2 separate regions of the Pan troglodytes genome follow, and region 2 is linked to region 1. The links are chromatin contacts, called in public Hi-C maps. All regions are on one chromosome and are shown on one strand. Each heading gives the region's core, a stretch centred on a gene start, on an enhancer-like site or on the middle of the called end of the contact. The rest is flanking DNA. Distances are from core to core; before and after follow the strand shown. Region 1 overlaps EFCAB11 (EF-hand calcium binding domain 11). Region 2 overlaps FOXN3 (forkhead box N3).

Region 1 (6,523 bases), core at 2,891-5,390:
ATTATTATTTATTTGACTGACAAAGAAATGCATTTCTAATTTTATTTGGTGACTAAAATAAATTGATTCACCGTAAATTAAATATGAAATAAATGCATGATCCTCTCTTAATGAACCAAACAGATTGAGAGCCGAGCACCTTTGCAGTACACCTCTTTCACCAGTTGGTGGTGCCAGAAACTCTGCTAAGAAACTGATTGAAAGAACAGAAGGTTAACCAGGAGCCTTTCTTAATAAGCGTTATTTTTCGTAGTTTTTGAAAAATTTGTACTGAAAACATATGCCCAAATTATCGCATTTTCTAAGGTTAGGAAGCAAAGCGAATCCCTCTGGTGACCAGCAGAATATATTTCTAGTAAGCTTCTGTAATAATGTCATTGGCCTATGTTAATATTCACATATTGGAAATTGCAAAGTTGTGTAACATCTGACTCCATCCTGGAAATAGCCTTTAGTGTGCTTGCCTGGAGAGTGGAGGAGCAAACGATAATAATGTGTACAGAGAAGGAGAGTGATGTTCCTGGCTATATTTATTGTCGAATTTAGGTCTTTAAAAATATTGACTTGTGTTATTATTACTATGTTGTTTTTTTTTTTAACCATTAATATATTCCTGTGACAGCAGGAACATTGCTTTTTTGTGTGTGTGTGGGCGGGGGTGGCTAGGTTTGTTTAACCCTTTACTGTTTAGCCCTGAAAAAGTCCAAATGGAGCAATAGCCTGTTGCTTGAATGTGTCCTGAGATACAGTCAAAAGAACCCAGGCTTTGGAGTCAGAGAGATCAGGTTTTGAATTTCCCTACATATTTCATAACTGTCTCTCTCTCTCTTTTTTTTTTTTTTTTTGAGACCAAGGTCTCACTCTGTGCCCAGGCTGGAGTGCAGTGGTGCGATCTCGGCTCACTGCAACCTCTACCTCCCAGATTCAAGCGATTCTCATACCTAAGCTTCCCAAGTAGCTGGGACTACAGGTGTGCACCACCATGCCCGAGTAATTTTTGTATTTTTAGTAGAGACGGGGTTTCACCGTGTTGGCCAGGCTAGTCTCCAACTCCTGGCCTCAAGTGATCCGCCTGCTTCATCCTCCCAAAGTGCTGGGATTACAGGCGTGAGCCACTGTACCCAGCCTTTCATAACTGTCTTTTAATTACTTATGCAGATTCTTTACGCTCAGTTTTTCCAGTTTGTAAAATGGAGATAATAACATCTTCCCCTCAGAGTTGGCGTAAACATCACCTGAGATAACGGATGTGCTGATTAAGTGCTCCTCACCCTGTCCTTTTCTAGTTTAAGCACAGACTCAGTTCTTTTTGAGCCTCCACCACATCCCATGCTCTTAGCCAGGGCCTTAGGACCGGAGTCCCTCCTTGGGTGTGATGATGCCTCATGCTGCGTTAATGAGAAGATGTTTCCAGGTTGTAAAGTTCCACAAGGATTTTGTAAAGAACTCACAAAAGAGATACTCATATTGTTAGCTATATGTGGTGTTCAGATATTTGCCCATCTACCCTGGGATGTTTCCATGTTGATCTGAATCTGCCTAAATGTTTAAGACTGGAGAAGGGAGCACAGGGTTGCTGACAGGTGTAGCAACAGTGTCCCCAACAGTTCATTCATCCATTTATTCCACAAACTTTTACTCAACATTATTATTGCTGGGTCTCCGGCATACAAAGATGAATTCCCAGAGAGCCTGAAGATGCTTCTGAGAGCTGCAGACTCAAGAAGCAGGATGTTTTCTGCTTGGCAGGAATTGATAAGCAGCCCTAATCTATGGAAGAGCAAGAAAGAGAAATTTAAATATTTTTAAAAATATTACTTTAAAAAGTTATAAGACTGTAAAGAAAATTTTAACTTTGAAAAACTCTGATAGTTGTATTAAGCTTTTGATAGCATCATGTTTGGAAGAATGAACAAATCAGAAGAAGCCTTCAGTGTGGTTGGTAAAGTCATAAAACACTGTTAATTAGGAGCTTTAGCCCAGTATAGAATTTTAAAATACAACTGTATAAGGTATATTTTTTTTAGGAATAGCACAACTAACATCTTTGATTAGATTCGATTGAAAGATTCAGACCCTTAAGATTTAGAGATTACGGAATCATAGAACTGGATAGTGGCTGGGACTTCAGGAATCACATATGCCATCTCCCTTATTTTCTAGCTAAGAAAATGGAAGTCAAACAAACGTATGTGACTCACCCAAGGTTACATAGACCTGGATCAAAACTCAGGTCTCCATGCCAAGACATTATTTTTCCATCCTAACTCCTATACAATGAGCCATTTTCAGTAGATAAATATATACTTGTCCCATCTCAATAAACTTTCATGCTAAATATGGAGTATCATGTCCGCCCCGTTACCAAAATGAAAACTTTGGCCGTACCTTCGGCAGTTAATTAAGGTGCTCCTACTTCCCTCTCAGAGCTGAGCTGAGGGGAGGCAGGGCACACCAGGCCTGTCATGTGCAGTTCTCAGCCAGAGCCAATGAGTTCCCCACAGAAGCAGGCAGCGTTTTCATTCACGCCTGCCTTGCCTGCTTCTCGTTTCTTGCTAGATGAATGGCATCATATGCCGCAGGTGTATTAGTAATTTCTGAGTTTGTTCCCCACTAAAAATGACCTCATTGTTTTGTGCTTCTTTTCCATAATTATACAGTAACAGGAAAATAAACCAGCTCTGAGTACAGCCCACAGCAGAAATCTTGTGCTCTTTATGCAAGTTTGATTTATAGACGTGTACTGCAGAGCAGAGTGACTATGAAACATTCATCTTCCCATTGCTAGTTGCCATGGAAATCGAGTACACAGAGCAGTGTCATTCCAGTCCTGGTGATGCCTGCAGTAGTTTATTCCTTTGTTGTTCCCGTTTCTTAAGCAACTGCCTAGCATTCTTTCATCATTACAATTAATCATGCACACAAGTTTTTATCTTTCGTCGCGCATAGAAAGTACTAAAACGTATGACAAAAACAGGGAGAATTTAAATATTCCTATGGCTTTAAATATGCATTTGTAATTTTCATCCTCAGTCCCACTGGAAAAATAGGTCATGTAAAAAAAGCATATATTAATGTACAGATATTTCAATAGAGCAGTATAGAAATTTGAAGGAAAAACAATGCTAACTAAGCCCAGGAAGCCCAGGAAACCTTAAGGAACTTCAGATCCTGAGGGCCCCCCAGTGTTTAGATCTAAATCAGCCTGGGTAATGCCAACTAAAAAAGAAAAAAAAAGCCCCTGAGCTATGTATCATCAACTCCTGTTTTGATTTGTTAGTCTCCTTAACGGTTTGAACAACCTAGATATTTGCTGGATAGACATGCTAGACGTTAGAATAGAGATCCTTTTTCTCTTTAAAGGCCAATAAAGTTCAGGATATTTTTTTTTAAGTGGGAGTAAAAGGAATTCTAGTTTTTTCTTTTTTCAATGAAACCATTTTACCTCAGTTTTAACCCACATAGTTCATAGTGTATAGCATACCAACAATGAATAAATGCTTGTTGATTAGCCACTGCCTTCTTTTGTGGACTTCTGGCCATTCTGTTGGCTAAGAAAGCGTGTTCTAGAACAATTCTCTGGATCTAAATCCCTGCTGCATTGCTTATTAGCTGTGAGACCTTTGAAAAGTATCTCAGCTTGCCTTAGTTTCCCCATCTGTAGAGGGAACAGCTATAAAATTAAGATAATGACAGGTTGTTAGGAGGCTTAACAGGGATAATTCATGCAAATTGCTCAGCCCTGTGCCTGGCACAGGACACGTGCTCTGTCAGTGGGGACTGCTGCCGTGGCAGTGGTGGTTTCTATTGCCATGACTACTACAGGCCACAACTGAATGGAGAACTGTGCTCTGACCTAGAGAATAATACTTGGTTGATCTACAGCAATTCTAGCCCCAAAGCCGCAGGACTCTGTTCCCAGCATCCAGGCTCACACAATGATTGCTGGTGCTTTGTTGTGCTTGGGCTACGTGGACTTGTTTCATCTCAAGACTGTGGATACTAGGATGGTGGCTGAGAAGTATTTACAGGGGTCTTTTTATCTGCAAATTGAGAAGAGAAGGCTGCTACAGGCAGTCCTTGAAGATGCAAATTTCTCATCTTTGACCTGGATTTGTTTCTTACAAGGAGCTGTGTGCGGAGCACGTTGGGAGGGAGTGGGCTGCCTTTACTTGTCTTGAGGAAGGTTCTCGTGTTTGTCTGCATAGTCTGAAATAACGTCTGACCTACTGCCTCTCCACCCCCAAACCCCCCTTGTCACTCGGCAGTGCCTGCAGCATTCCTTCAGCCTTTCTGGAATTGAAGTTTTCCTAACTGGTGGCAGAAGCATTCTTTGTTGAAATTCACTCTCCTTGGCAGTTCTCCAGGGCACACGGCAATGCCTATTTATTTGATTTAGCCTTTGTTTGGTTAGCCTTGTATTTTGTCTGTTTTGCTTTGCGAAGTTCTTTTTTCCCCAAATTTTCATGTTTAAATCCCTTGGACTTCACTTCTATTTATTTTACTAGCTTGCTTTAAAATACTGCTAAAAGTTGTTTGCTTTAAGCTCTCACAAAATGAGTAGTCTTGGATTCATTTGTCTGTTTTCCCCAAGCCTGATCCATAGTGTGTGTACTAGGTGCACCTTTGTTAATTATTAAAACAAAATAGACTTTATAGTTTGTACTTTGTACATCCGAATATTATACTACATTGTCTCTAGTTCTCTTTATTTAGCTCTTTGTTTTTTTACCCTGTCCTCCAATCATTAGGCTCATGTTAATTCTAAAGAGATAGAAGTAGCTTAACTTTTCTGAATCTTTTTGTTCTCCCTCCTCTGCCATTCTTCCTGCTTCTTCCCACAATATAAAAACCCGTCCGACTCTCCTGTCTTCCGAGTGAAGCTGGCAACACTCCAAGTGACATGAGTACCCTAAGACACCCATTTTTTGGTAAGTAAACATTCAGTGACGAAACTTAGACCTTCTCTAGACATTTTTATGTATGTATGTATGTATGTATGTATGTATGTATGTATTTGAGACAGATTCTCACTCTGTTGCCCAGGCTGGAGTGCAGTGACACAGTCTCTGCTCACTGCAGTCTCCGCCTCCTGGTTCGAGTGATTCTCATGCCTCAACCTCTCGAGTAGCTAGGATTACGGGTGCCCGCCATCACACCCAGCAAATTTTTGTATTTTTAGTAGAGATAGGGTTTCACCATGTTGGCCAGGCTGGTCTCGAACTCCTGGCCTTAAGTGATCTGCCTGCCTCGGCCTCCCAAAGTGCTGGGATTACAGGCGTGAGCCACTGCACCCGGTCACTAGACATTTTAAATCCTCTCAAGACCCCTGATTGTATGTGTGGCCTTCACCTCACACTTAACGTGGCCAAAATGCACTCCTGCCTTCTCTTTGTCCCCTAATCACTGTAAGAGAGATCTTTCCCTGTGCTCTTTTATTCTCAGGCTTATATCTTTCTTTGTTTTGGAAACACATATTTGTTAGAATCTTCTGCATTGCAGATACTGGGATTGTATGAAAATGAACAAGATAGAAACTGCTCTGCCCTTTAGGAGCTTAGAGTCTAGTCGAGGATGTAGGTGGTTAGAATCCAAGATGGTTAATCCTGAAAGATGACTACAAAGTACTATGGAGAAGAAGAACGCTTGCTGCAGACTGGGGAGGGGGCACCAAGGCTGACATCAGAGAAGTGATAGCCAGCGTGAGACCTGGAGGATGGTCTCCATTTGCCTGACTTCGCCTTAGCCAGGCAAGGAGAGAGGGCATATTCTAGACAGAGTGCATCTGCAGAGGTCAGCGGGAGAGCATGAATAACAGAGTTGTTACGCATAGTTAGCCTACTATCAAATACACCTATTTTTTTCAGTGGGTGGGTGGAACGAGAGATGAATGCAGAGTGATGAGACTGGAGAGATAGGCAGTGCCAGGTGATGAGGGTCTTGTAAGAGTTCAGACTTTATCCTGAGGATACCGGGAAGCCATCGAAATGTAGGGAAGTGAGGTGATCAGACATTTTTTGTTTTGTTTTGTTTTTTGAGACAGAGTCTTGCCCTGTCGCCCAGGCTGAAGTGCAATGGCGCGATCTCAGCTCACTGCAACGTCCGCCCCCTGGCTTCAAGCGATTCTCCCTGCCTCAGCCTCCCAAGTAGCTGTGATTACAGGTGCGTGCCACCACGCCCAGCTAATTTTTCGTATTTTTAGTAGAGACGAGGTTTTGCCACATTGGCCAGGCTGGTCTCAAACTCCTCACCACAGGTGATCCGCCCACCTTGGCCTCCCAAAGTGCTGGGATTACAGGCGTGAGTCATCATGCCCAGCCGATGTGATCAGACTTACATGATCTCTCCTAGTGTAGTGTGGAGAATGGATTAAAATGTGGCAAGAATAGCCTCTATTTGGGCTGTTCCTAGGGACCATTTTCCCAACTCAGCCTTCTCTTTAACTCCACAGTGTTTGTCCAGTCCAGCATGCATTTTTCTGATTAGCATGAGGGCTCATCTCAAACATCAGCTCCCTTTCTCT
Region 2 (6,523 bases), core at 2,466-4,965, 480 kb after region 1:
TGGAGAATAGCAATAGACAGGTGAGAGCAGTGGTCAAGGCGGTGGGGCTGTGCAGGCCAGAGGGACACGGGGGTCTTTAAGTTTGCATTTCACTTCTGGCAAATGAGTGAGCTTCTTGAAGCCTTGGTGTCCTCATCTGTAAATGAGGATGACAGCACCTATCCTGTAAGGGTGGTGGAAAGATGGAATAAATAATGCAGGTAAAGCTCTTGGCACGGTGCCTGGCCTGCAGGAAGCTTTTGTTGTTATGCATGTTTTATAATCCTTTGGATCGCAGTCATTGGGTACTTGGTGTTCATTGTTTTGACTCGTGTTGTTCAAGCGCCTTGAATGTCCTCAAGGCAAAATTGACATCACCTTTGGTCCTTCCTAGGAAAATTAGGAGCAGGGTGGTGTTAGGGCCGTCACTGGACATTCCAGGTCTCCCACCCATAAGTGGAGAGGTGGAGTCTGCCTGCAAGACACATTGCTAGGGAAAGATGGGACATTTGGCTTAGTTTCAAACCAATATTTCCTTTATCCCCTTCCACAGAGAGGTGACAGGGATCCAGTTAGTGGCGAGTTGTGGAGCAGCAGAGACTGCAATGCGATGTTCTTTATGATTTTCCTATTTCTTTGGTTGGAATTGGGTTTTTACATCACATATTGTTTGATTATAAAAAAACAACAACACAGCCGGGCGTGGTGGCTCATGCCTGTAATCCCAGCACTTTGGGAGGCCGAGGCAGGCGGATCACCTGAGGTCAGGAGTTTGAGACCAGCCTGACCAACATGGTGAAACCCCGTCTGTACTAAAAATACAAAAATTAGCTGGACGCGGTGGCGGGCGCCTGTAATCCAAGCTATTCGGGAGGCTGAGGCAGGAGAATTGCTTGAACCCAGGAGGTGGAGGTTGCAGTGAGCCAAGATTGTGCCATTGCACTCCAGCCTGGGCAACAAGAGTGAAATTCTTTCTCAAAACAACAACGACAGCACTATGCTTGTGTTGGGGCAGTGGATAATGAGAAATCTCTGTACCTCCCACTCAAGTTTGCTGTGAACCTTAAACTGCTCTAAAAAAATAAAACGTATCGAAACAAAATAAAAAAACAAAAACAAACAGCTGCAAGAACTCTTGCACAGAGAGTCAAAAGAATGGCTTTTGACTAGCTACAGAAACATGGATAAAAAACATGCTGGCCAGGCGCAGTGGCCCATGCCTGTAATCCCAGCACTTTGGGAGGCCGAGGCGAGTGGATCACCTGAGGTCAGGAGTTCAAGACCGGCCTGGCCAACATGGTGAAACCCTGTCTCTACCAAAAATACAAAAATTAGCCGGGTGTGGTGGTGGGCGCCTGTCATCCCAGCTACTTGGGAGGCTAAGGCAGGAGAATCACTTGAACCTGGTTCAAGTGAAGCTGAAGAAGTTGCAGTGAGCTGAAATCACAACACTGCACTCCATCCAGTCTGGGAGAGAGAGTGAGACTCTGTCTCAAAGAAACAAACAAACAAACAAAAAAAACCGTGCTAAACACGTGGAGACCAACCACATTGCTGTCAGTAGGTAGTGAAGCACTTTCCTATAAATATTTCAGGACTCTTCTTTCTCTACTTAAAAAAGAAAGATTGCTTTGCATTTCAGACAACGGAAATGACTGGACAAGCCTTTAGGTCATGTGCAAGAAACTGAGAAAACCATTTTCCTTAAATGGAGATGGAGTTTGGCACAGTCTGAGGTTCAAGTTAGAGGCTGGGTCTTAATTTGCCTGCAACGCATCATTTATCATGCCTTTCGCAAGATCCCCGGCCCAAGACCATTCATTTCACCCCTACAATCTCAAGGTGTGTGCAGGGCACAATTCAGCTTTAAACTTTTCTGCTTTTACTTTTGGTTAGGCAGAACCTCCATCTGGTGGTATTTGAATATGAGTGTTTTCTGTGGCCCTTTTCAAAGTATTCAAAGTGGTTTAAAAATACATAATGTTCAGAGATCTAAGAGCTAATGGAAGTACTTATTTGGGCCTTTTAAAAATAAAAAAATCAATTAAACAGATTTGAAACTCTTAACTCTCACGTTGTCTTCAAAATAGATACTAAGATTAAAGAAAAAAGAAGGCTTGAAAATCATAGGACTACTTATCCACCCAGTCATAATGCTTTTAGTAGCTACAGTAGTAGCAAATAGCACAGTTTATAAAAACAGAAGAGCTAAAATTCTTTATTTAATATTAAACAGGAAACCGAAAGTAGTCTGCAGCAATGTGGTGGGTTTTCAGCAACCTGCTGCTGTGTTTATCTGTGCTGAAAAAGCCTAAATGAAACATTTCTTCTTTGATTGGCTTAAGATTGGAAGTTTGAAGGAAAATCCTTCAAACTGGAATCATGACCACTGGAAGCAGGTTCTGTATGGTAAGGTTTTGAAGCAACCTGTTTCCACCAGAACCAAAGGAAATTTGGAAGGAAATCAAAAACCTCTCAAAGAGTGGAAAAAGCTTTGTACTTTTATTTTGCCTTTGTGCATTGTTGTCATTTATCCAACATGTGCATATGAATATTCTTTCTGAAGACCTGGGCTTCATTTTAAGGTCAGCCTTCAATTTCTACAGAATATAATTTGCTGCTATTTTTAGAGCATCATGATTGCTTGTAATAACTAATGGAAAAAAACTCAGAGAAATAAATGTGTAACAGCTGTGTCTGCTTAAACTTGATTAAAGGCAGTAAAAAAAAGTAAACAGAAGAACGAATGTGACAATAGACAAGGGGGAGACAAGTATCTCTCTCATTGTGAAAACTTTTACAGGCATAACTTGTTCCACTTTGGAAGGCCAGCGATGTCTGTGTTTAAAGTTTACTTTACTGTTTGTCTTGAGTGGGATCAGTGTTGTAGTGAATAATTTATAGCCAGCATGAATGAGCTCATTAGTCACCTTTTCAGACTTTAAATGAGTTTTGTGGTTGTCATTACTCGAGCCTTCTGTTCAGCCGCGGAGCAAAATGACAGTTTGGCAGTTGTTGCTGGGGCCGCCTGTTCCCCTTCAGGTCTGTGTTGGCTTTTGTATTTCATTGAATCCTTCCCTGGCTAACCCTTCGCTGGTCCAGGCAGCAACTCTCCCACTTCACATGCCTTTTGCACCCCAAGTTTAAATGAGAAGTTTTTCAGGCTTAAAAAAAAAAAAATCAGTTGTGTCTGCCAGAGAGAATGGGGGAATGAGGTGGATGAAATGAGCTTTTTCCAGCAATTCCTGGGTATGATTCCCTTTGTGCTTGGTTTGATATTCAAGCTACTCAAAAGCAAAAAGCAAGCCGGTGCGTTGAGAGGCAGCGGAGCCAGGCTCCCACACGGTGCCAGGCGTTTTAGACCGAGGATGTCACTGGAATTTGGAGGGAGAAGGATGTTTCAGGGTAGGTTTGAACTGTTTCAATTCTGAATATCAGTGTGATGAGGGTAAAGAAACTTGCTACAGCAAATAAATCTGCGAGGCCAGATTTCCACGGACAAAGAAAACTGCATTGTTTCTACAAAGGGGTTGACAGCATGACTTTTCAAGGTCGCAGCCAACACGGAGGTCCAGGATCACTGGGAATGGTCATTACCTCTTCCCCATCTCTGTGCCTCCCAACTCCAAATCATTAAGAGAAAGCGAACTGTTGCAGCTGCCTCCTCACTGAGCCCTTGGAGACATGCCTGGGAGGCTGGTATGTGGGGAAGACAAGCCTAGGCATGCCAGTAGCAGGTGGGATTTCTTTGGAACGGATGTCATGAAGTTCATCCCTCCCATTGAACCTGGCCTGGGCAGCCTCCGGAGAGCTCTGCCATTCACTCCCTGGGACTGGCCTCCATCCAGAAGTCCCGGACACCGTGGCATGCCCACCTTGGTCCTCAGGTAGCCTCTGCAGGCACTCGTGGGGCGTGGAGGCCTGCGCAGGGTGCCTTGGCCAGGTGCTTGGACCCCTGCGCTGAGGTCTCTCTGACGTCTGCTGCGAGCAACAGGCACTCATGGCTGCCGTCACCAACGTGGGCAGCACCCCCTTCCGGGACCCATATTGTTAGACAGCTGGCCTGGCGCTGTGTGAGGCATAGAGGAAACATGTTCAGGATTCCTCTCTGGAAGCAATGCCAACTTAAAAAGGACGCCTGGTTGTTTGGGGGCCAAATCTTTGAAACCAGTCAGAATCACGTCTTTGAGTGCAGAGAAGTGAGGTGCTGTTGAACATACCCACAGAAAGAGCTAGCAATTCACCTGCCTGCTTCCTTTCCAGCCCCGACCCTTTTAAGATTGAGTACTCACATGCAGTCACGTCTCACAATTTCTGGACACCTTTTGCCTGCACCTCAACCTCAATATTAAAGGCACAAGATACACTATTTTGGGAAGGAGTGAGGATTTCAAAACAGAAAGGGTTGGTGAACTTGACTAGCCAATGAAAAGAGACTTCAGGTTTGGCTGTTGTAATAAGTGGAATAAATTGCTAATCTCCAAAAAAGAACTTTGTGCTGCAGGGAAATATGTTAGTAATCATTTAATCTATATTCTGTTTCTCAGGGAGTTCATCAAATTCGGAGCTCTTACTTTGTTTTAAAAAGACTATCGTAGAGAGAAGAATCAATTGTTTTCTTTCACACCCCTCTGAAAAAGTAAAACGAGAGAAGTTATTTCTTGGCGTGGATAAGACTTTGGCAGACTTAGCCACCGAAACCCACGAGACTATGGTACTTGGTGTACTCACTAAAGAGAGGAAAACAATAAAATCTCTTAAAAACTTTGGAGGAGGAAAATGTTGATGAGGCTACTTTTCTCTGACTGATCTGTAGAGTTAATAGGTGCCAGCTTGAGAGAGGGATAAAAAGGAGACTTTTTTTTTTCCTGTTAAGTGATCAATATTTTTTATTACCACTGTGCCATGTGCTATGAGCAGAAGAGAAAACAGAGTCCCTTGCCCCTCAAGGCACTTACACTCTGTTGGTGACGTTCAGTATCTAGTTGATTTATTTTTTTATTACAAAGATACACCATACTTTGTTGATTATGACATAGAAGTTGAACTTTGAGTTTTTGCAAGTAGTGCCTTTTCATTCAGTTAAAAAGTCCTGGCCGGGCACGGTGGCTCACTCCTGTAATCCCAGCACTTTGGAAGGCCGAGGCAGGTGGATCACGAGGTCTAGGAGCTGGAGACCAGCCTGGCCAAGATGGTGAAACCCCATCTCTACTAAGAATACAAAAAAAAAAAAAAAAAAAAAAAATTAGCCGGGCGCAGTGGTGGAGGCCTGTAATCCCACATACTTGGGATGCTGAGGCAGGAGAATCGCTTGAACCCAGGAGGCGGAGGTTGCAGTGAGCCAAGATCGCACCACTGCACTCTAGTCTGGGCAACAGAGCAAGACTCCATCTCAAAAAAAAAAAAAAAAAAAAGTCCCCTTTTCCTTCCTCCTCTTGTGTTTTTTTTCTTCTTTTTCTTTTTCTTTTTTTTTTTTGAGACAGAGGCTCACTCTGTCGACCAGGCTGGAGTGCAGTGGCACGATATCAGCTCACTGCAACCTCCACCTCCCTGGTTCAAGCATTTCTCCTGCCTCAGCCTCCCAAGTAACTGAGAGTACAGGAACCCACCACTGCGCCTGGCTAATTTTTGTATTTTTAGTAACAGGGTTTCACCATGTTGGCCAGGCTGGTCTTGAACTCCTGACCTCAAGTGATCCACCCGCCTCGGTTTCTCAAAGTGCTGGGATTACAGGCATGAGCCACTGCGCCCGGCCCTCCTCTTCTATTTCTTGGTCACAATTTTTTCTCCCTTGTGCCCCACTGGTCCTGTCCTTCATGTCCTAGGCCCCTGAGAGGTTCTCTAAGAAGCCAGATGTTCTGAAGCTTTCCCAAACTCACTGTGTGGGTTCAATTCCCAGCCCCATCATTTACCAGCTGTGTGTTATGAGCAAGTGGCCAAACTTCTCTGTGCCTCAGAATCTCTGTTGATAAAATGGGGATAATAATAGTACCTACTTCACATGATTAATGTGAGGCTGAAATGAGTGAATATTTTCAGAGCTTTAGAACACTGTCTGGCATCCAGTTAAGTGCTATTTCGGTGTTTGTTAAATGCAGTCAGTCCTCATCATTGGTAGTTTTTGTATTTGCGAATTCACCCTCTTGCTAAAATTTACCTGTAATCTCAAAATCAGTACTCCTGCCCGGGCATGGTGGCTCACGCCTTCCCAGCACTTTGGGAGGCCGAGGCGGGTGGGTCACCTGAGGTCAGGAGTTCTAGACCAGCCTGGCCAACATGGTGAAACCCTGTCTCTACTAAAAATACAAAAAATTAGCTGGGCGTGATGGTGGGCGCCTGTAATCCCAGCTACTCAGGAGGCTAAGGCAGGGAGAATCACTTGAACCTGGGAGGCAGAGATTGCAATGAGCTGAGGTCATGCCACTGCGCTCCAGCCTGGGTGACAAGAGCAAGACCCTGTCTCAAAAAAGAAAAAAAAAAAAAAAATCAGTACTCCTGGTGCTTTTGTGGTCACTCATGGACGCGTACAAATGAGTCATTCAGT

What was found. A called contact is a pair of places that touch in the nucleus more often than the background predicts.
Region 2: a Hi-C map of stem cell-derived neural progenitor cells shows a contact between it and region 1, with 5 times the contacts expected there. The contact joins two enhancer-like sites. A contact is called at or near these places in 1 of 7 Hi-C or Micro-C datasets (stem cell-derived neural progenitor cells), 1 of 1 datasets of contacts at active chromatin or transcription factors (stem cell-derived excitatory neurons) and 1 of 1 other capture datasets (stem cell-derived neural stem cells).

The regions. Positions count from the first base shown.
Region 1 is chr15:87,917,463-87,923,985 of NHGRI_mPanTro3-v2.0_pri, reverse strand. The region is part of intron 5 of EFCAB11 (EF-hand calcium binding domain 11); the gene reads left to right. Among named protein-coding and RNA genes, the nearest start is that of EFCAB11, 39 kb to the left of the region's middle. Within about 2 kb of position 4,140, at least 13 of the 24 cell types and tissues checked have an H3K27ac peak or open chromatin away from gene starts, as enhancers often do. A contact at or near this core is called in stem cell-derived neural progenitor cells and stem cell-derived neural stem cells, where this site is marked.
Region 2 is chr15:87,433,658-87,440,180 of NHGRI_mPanTro3-v2.0_pri, reverse strand. The region is part of intron 2 of FOXN3 (forkhead box N3); the gene reads left to right. Among named protein-coding and RNA genes, the nearest start is that of FOXN3, 190 kb to the left of the region's middle. Within about 2 kb of position 3,715, at least 14 of the 24 cell types and tissues checked have an H3K27ac peak or open chromatin away from gene starts, as enhancers often do. A contact at or near this core is called in stem cell-derived neural progenitor cells and stem cell-derived neural stem cells, where this site is marked.